Linked DNA regions of Bos taurus: region 2 is linked to region 1. Evidence: chromatin contacts called from public Hi-C data. All regions are on one chromosome and are shown on one strand. Each heading gives the region's core, a stretch centred on a gene start, on an enhancer-like site or on the middle of the called end of the contact. The rest is flanking DNA. Distances are from core to core; before and after follow the strand shown. Region 1 overlaps PTPRF (protein tyrosine phosphatase receptor type F). Region 2 overlaps PTPRF (protein tyrosine phosphatase receptor type F).

Evidence for each region. A called contact is a pair of places that touch in the nucleus more often than the background predicts.
Region 2: a contact with region 1 is called in a Hi-C map of liver, with 2.6 times the contacts expected there. The contact joins two enhancer-like sites. A contact is called at or near these places in 2 of 11 Hi-C or Micro-C datasets (liver and skeletal muscle).

What each region holds. Positions count from the first base shown.
Region 1 is chr3:102,446,512-102,449,211 of ARS-UCD2.0, reverse strand. The region is part of intron 7 of PTPRF (protein tyrosine phosphatase receptor type F); the gene reads left to right. Among named protein-coding and RNA genes, the nearest start is that of PTPRF, 50 kb to the left of the region's middle. Within about 2 kb of position 1,266, at least 2 of the 102 cell types and tissues checked have an H3K27ac peak or open chromatin away from gene starts, as enhancers often do. A contact at or near this core is called in liver, where this site is marked.
Region 2 is chr3:102,491,916-102,494,719 of ARS-UCD2.0, reverse strand. The region is part of intron 1 of PTPRF (protein tyrosine phosphatase receptor type F); the gene reads left to right. Among named protein-coding and RNA genes, the nearest start is that of PTPRF, 5.0 kb to the left of the region's middle. Within about 2 kb of position 1,334, at least 12 of the 102 cell types and tissues checked have an H3K27ac peak or open chromatin away from gene starts, as enhancers often do. A contact at or near this core is called in liver, where this site is marked.

The DNA.
Region 1 (2,700 bases), core at 17-2,516:
CCGAGGGGCAAGGACACAGGCGGCAGTCCTTCCTGTGTCCCTTGGTCTGAGCCGTCAGAGGAGGCGCTCCCGTCCACTGGGCGAAGCCCCAGGGAGCAGACCCGGGCCACCTGGTGTCCTGTGCATTCTCTTTGTGGGTTGGGTTTCCTCCACGAGGAGAGGGAGCCTGTCGGGAGGAGGACTGCAGCCTTGGCTCAGATACCAGCCCTGAGCATCATCATATGCACTCCTGAGCTCTGGGGCATTTCAGTTACACCGTTTCGCTGACCGGGCAAATCTGCCTGGGGCGAGTTCAGAAAACGGTCATCAGCAGAGAGAGCCCAGCCTGCCACCGCCTCCCCCTGGGCCCCTCCCCCGCCCTCCCGGTCCCTTGTCCCTTCTCCTTTTACCATTCCATGGTTCCACCAAAAATAATATTTAATGGGAAGGCAGAAATGAGTTTCTAAATATTCCAGGGGGGATTTGCCGTGCTGGTAATTTGTTTGGTGCTGATAATTACATCTTACATTTTTCCAGCTTTACTTAAAACTGTGTGCCGAGTGCGCTGGCATTTAATTACTGCTCTGCGGCAGCCACAAGGTTATTTATTAAAGAGTTATTTTATCTTGATACGGTGGATCCTGCCCCTTATCCCCTCCTTAATGTTGTGTTATTTTCATCAGAGAAATTTCCGCAAGTGAATGCCGATTGCGGGGCTGCCTCCCCCCTGCGATTAGGCTGTCACTCCACTGAATGCCGATGCCTCCAGGCGCCGCACCGCCCTATTATAGGGGGTTGTCAGCTCAAATAATTAGACTTAAAAGTTACAGCTGAAATATAACCCAGAAATGGCAAGGCCCTGTTTTGGAAATTGTCTATAAAATGTCAGCAGTAAGGATGCTCGGGGAACAGTAATAGACCGTCATTGTTGGAGCTCAGGATTAGACCCTAGGTGCGTTTTTTCCCCGGCCCTGGTTTTTCCTTCCCTGCTGTTGCTGCTGTCAGTAGACCCGAGTCCAGGGCGAGTCCTGCCCCTTCTGGAGGCCTCGTGTCAGTGACTGCAGGGAGGCACCAGCCACTCCTGGCGCTTGGGACAGCGGGGTGACCATCCAGAACTCGGGACTCCACAGATACTCAGGGTCCCAGGAAGTGGTCACTTGCCTCTGTTACCCCCACCTTCTCTCTGTAGTCCTAGCCCCTACACCGTGGGGAAGATGAGTCTGCTCTGCGGCAAACCTGTCCAGGCTCTTTGTGTTGGCTGAAGCCCAGCAGGCCTGTGAAGGGACGTGCCCTGCTGGAGCGTGCCGTCCAGGAGTCCCTGGGCTTGAGGCCCTGCCCTGGTGCTAGGGGTGATCCTAAGGCTCACCTCTGACCTCTCACTCATCCTTAGCCCCTGGGGTTCTCCCTTCCACTTGCATCTGGAAGGGGGGAATTTAAAAATAAAAACAAACCCTTCTCAATGTTAGTTCCCCAAGGGCCCTTATTTCCTAATAGTGGCGAGAACACCTTGTCCTCCGGGACTGTTTGAGGTAAAGACCGGTCAGTTTTCTTCACAGCTTAGGTTGAGACCTAAGGTTTATCCACCAATGACCTACTTCCTTCCCCTGGGGCTCTTTGTTCTCATGTCCAGGGACCTGATCGGGTCCCAAGATTCTGCCACTGACCACCGTCAAGCTGGCAGGTGTGTCCCTGACACAGGCTTGAGGCCCATCCTCATGCCAACTGGAGAGTGTTTCTCCCGGCAGCCTCAAGAGACCCAGAAGCTTCTTCATGGAGCCGCCTGGGTCTCTCTTTTCACCCTGTGAGCCAGGGCTCAAAGGGCACTGAGCTTTTCATCCCACGGACCTGCTTCCAGTACGTGTATAAACACGTCCCTGAGTGTCAGCTGTCAGTTCCCGCCTCTTTAACTGGGAGGTGCCGGCATCCACAGCGTGGAAACCCGCAGCCCAGAGGAGGTGCCCGAGAGTGGTTCTCTTCCCCCCAGACCCATTTGGATGCCCATGAACAAGGAGGAGACGGGGAAGCCACTGGCAGAGAGGAGAGGCAAGGACAGAGTTGGTCAGTTAGGACCGCGGAGCCTTTTTGCCTTAGCCAGGCTACAGAGGGGAGAGGCAAGGAGAGAGCTGGTCAGTTAGTGAGCCTCTTTGCTTTAGCCAGGCTACATCTCCACCAGCGGGCATGCCGCGCCTCATGACCTGTGCCCCAGGTTCAGCACCAGAGCCCAGGGAGTGCCTGCACCATGTCCGAGCCTCCCAGCCTTTTGCTGTTTGTGGGGAGTGCTCAAAGGAAGCTCTTTGTCGTGGCTTTCTCCTGCCAGCTGTGCCCCCGGGGTCCACCTGTGCCCCTGCCGCACAGCACTGCTCTGCCACCCAGTGCAGACTCCCGGCTTTAGGACAGATGACAGAAGCCCACTTCTATCAGCTTAACGCCAAACATGGAAACTCTTGTCTTACAAAACTGAAAGTAGAGAAGTAGATTGGCGTCAGGCACGGCTGGATCCAGGTGTTTAAACAGTTCGGTCAGGCATTCTTCTGTCTCTGTCTCTACCTCTGCTCTCCTCAGTAGCTCCTTTGTTCTCAAGCAGGTCCTGTCGAGTATTGTGAAAGGTGGTCCCCAGCCTCCCACCCCCCAGGTTAGAGACCAGAAGTGGAGAGGAAAAGCCACGTGTCTTAATAGTTTTCGCAAAAGGCCAAAGGTTCTACCTCTCGAGCCACATCTGGG
Region 2 (2,804 bases), core at 85-2,584, 45 kb before region 1:
TGATCAGATTCGTGTTTCCAGAAGAGGATTCTGTGGCTGTGGGAAGTAGATAGAAACAGGATACCCAGTGAGGAGAAGGGTGAAGGTAAGTCAGATGAGAGAGAATGGTGGTTTGGTAGCATGGAGCCATTTAGAAGGCACACGTTTATTAGGACAGGATGATTTATTGGATGTGGGAGTGAGGGAGAGGAAGGGGTCTAGGTTCCTTGGAGTGACTGGGTAGGGCTTTCACTGAGCCAGGGACTTGGGGATGAAAGGTGGATTTGGGGAGAGGCAGATAATAAGCTCATGGTTTGACCTGTTGGCCTTTGAGATGCTTGGAGCATTTGAGGGTGGGATGAGGGGGTCTTTTAGGAGGGAGATGTGTGTGAGAATCTGGAGCTTGGGGGAGAAGTCTGAGGAAGGATGGAGAGTTATATGAGAGCGTGTAGAGCTGTGCCCAAGAGAAGACAGCCTCACTGGTAAAAAGTGCAGACTCTAGTTTCAAACTGATGGGTTCAAAACCACTTAATAGCAGTGTGACCTTGAGCAAGTTGCTTAGCATCTCTGAATTTGTTTTCCCTTTTGTCAAAGTAGATATAGCAGAAGTCCATATCTTGTGCGGTGGTTCGAAGATTGAAGTTAATATGCAGAAAGTGCTTAGAATAGGGCCTGGCATCTAGTAAGTATTGCTGTCTCAGTGTTAGCAGTTCTTATTATAATAATCATCAAAGGGGGCGGTGCAAACCCAGCCCATCAGAATCACAGTGGGAAGGGCTTTTAAAACTCTTTGGGCATCTGCTCACCTAAAGTAGCTGCAATTCTGAGCTTTGGTTCGCAGGCTGGAGAGTGCCTAGCCCTCAGCCCTCAGCCCTCATGCCATCCCTGGGATCATGCGTGTTGCTCAGGTGTATCTGACGTTCAGGTGGGCTAGTGTGAGAAGACTAGAGGATGAAGCCCTGGGGAAGAGACGTTGGGAACGGGGGAAGGGGATTCTGAGAAGGGGCGGCCTCAGCGTGTTGGGTCCCCTGTCTCCCCACCTGCCCTGGCCCTGGGCGTCAGATGAGGTGTCTGCCTCTGAGGTCCAGATGTACCCAGACTCTGTCCCCAGTGTTCAGATCTGTGAACAGTCATTTGGCTCCTTGGCAGTGTTTCAGCTACTTCCGGGAACTGTTCTGGTGCAGCTATGGGGGCTGCCCGGGAGCCGCTTGAGAGAAGTGTCCGTGCTCCTCTAGACTTCAACTTGCTTCTGATCCTGCTGCCAGGCCGGCTTCCAGACTTGGCAAATGATAGAGAGCCCTACCAGGGGCCAGCCCTGGCTTAGTGCCAAGGCCTGCTCACCTGATCCTGGTCACAAATGCCAATCTCGCTCCTGAGGCCTTTGTGGGTGCCAGCTGGTGATTCCTAACTTGGGTCCAGTACCAGCCAGGCCCTTTCTGAATAGCTCTCCCGTTGGTCTCCTGGGTGTGCCTGGCAGGCCTGGCTGATGCTGTGTCTGGGGTGGTTCTGGGAGCTCTGCAGGTGACCCTGACGGGTGATTCCGATCACTCTCTTAGGTTGTTTTGGGCACTGGTGGCTCCAGGTGCTGTTCTAGCTCTTCTGGAATCCTGTTTGTGCTTCAGGGTCTTTCCACGGGCAAGGTTCTCTGCCTGCTTTGTCTGTCCTCTGACCCACCTCCAGGCCATTAGGGGCACATCCCCCTCTATCCAGGTGTGGCTCCTGCTCAGCTTAGGTCCAAGCACCAGGCCCAGGGCTCCTGGTGTGGCCCTGGGCGTGGTCATAGTGCAGCTGGCTTGGGGGACCCTCCCCATTCTCTGCCTTGGACTCTGCCCCAGGGTCCCTGAGCAACGGTGGAGCTGACAGCTTCACACCTGGCCCTGTGAGGCCCCAGTGGGCGTCCCCAGACAAATGGGCCTTTGAGTTTGGGACATGGAAGCTGGTTTGTCTGGCCAGACCCACCTGGCAGCCTGTGTGCTGGGAGCAGGGGCCACAGGGAGCTTTATGGAGAAGCCGGTGGGCTGGGGGCAGGAAGGGTGTGACCATCCCGAGGCCCAGGGCTTTGGGCTCTTGGGGGAGGGGGCAATGGAGGTAGGAGAGGATGTGAGCTTCAGGGTCAGCATGAATGGTCCTGGGCTGGCTAGGCCTGTCCTGGTCAGTCAGGATGGGGCTCTGGCCTGAGGATGTCCCCTGTGTTGCAGAGGTGGTCAGTCTCAAGTGAGGCTGATTCCCAGGTGCCAGGTGTGGGGGGTTGGCCTTGGGGGCTCCCTGACCCAGTCCTATGGGTCTGTTTGGGGAGGAGCCAGGGTGGAACTGCTGTGTTGGGCAGAATCCCTGTGTGCGTGGCAGCGTGAGACCGAGGAGAAACCCGTGCAAGGTGCGGCCCGAGTGGAGCGGGCAGCAGGGAGATGGTTGCTGAGCAGTGCGGAGGGGGCTGTGAGAGCTGTGGGCAGGTCAGACCCTTCCCCCACCCAGGAGAGGACCCACTCCAGGTCGGGGCTCAATAATGGTTCCAGAAGGACGGGGCCGGGCCCTGTCACTGTGTGTGTGCCAGTGGAAGAGGCATCCAGGGGCACACCTTCATTTTAGAAATTATAGAGCAGCACAGAGTCAAAAATAAACATTGCTTCTGAAGCTTCTTTGAAGGCTCCATGCATGCTGGCGTGGTTCTCCCCAGGTTGGGCTGTTTTCCGTGAACTCATTCATGTGTCCATCTGCCCAGTTAGCATATATTGACAGAGCACCTACTATGCGCTGGCTTTCTGCTGGGAGCTGGGGACCTGGAGCTGAGCCGGCACGCACCAAGCTTATTATGGTTGTGACTCAGC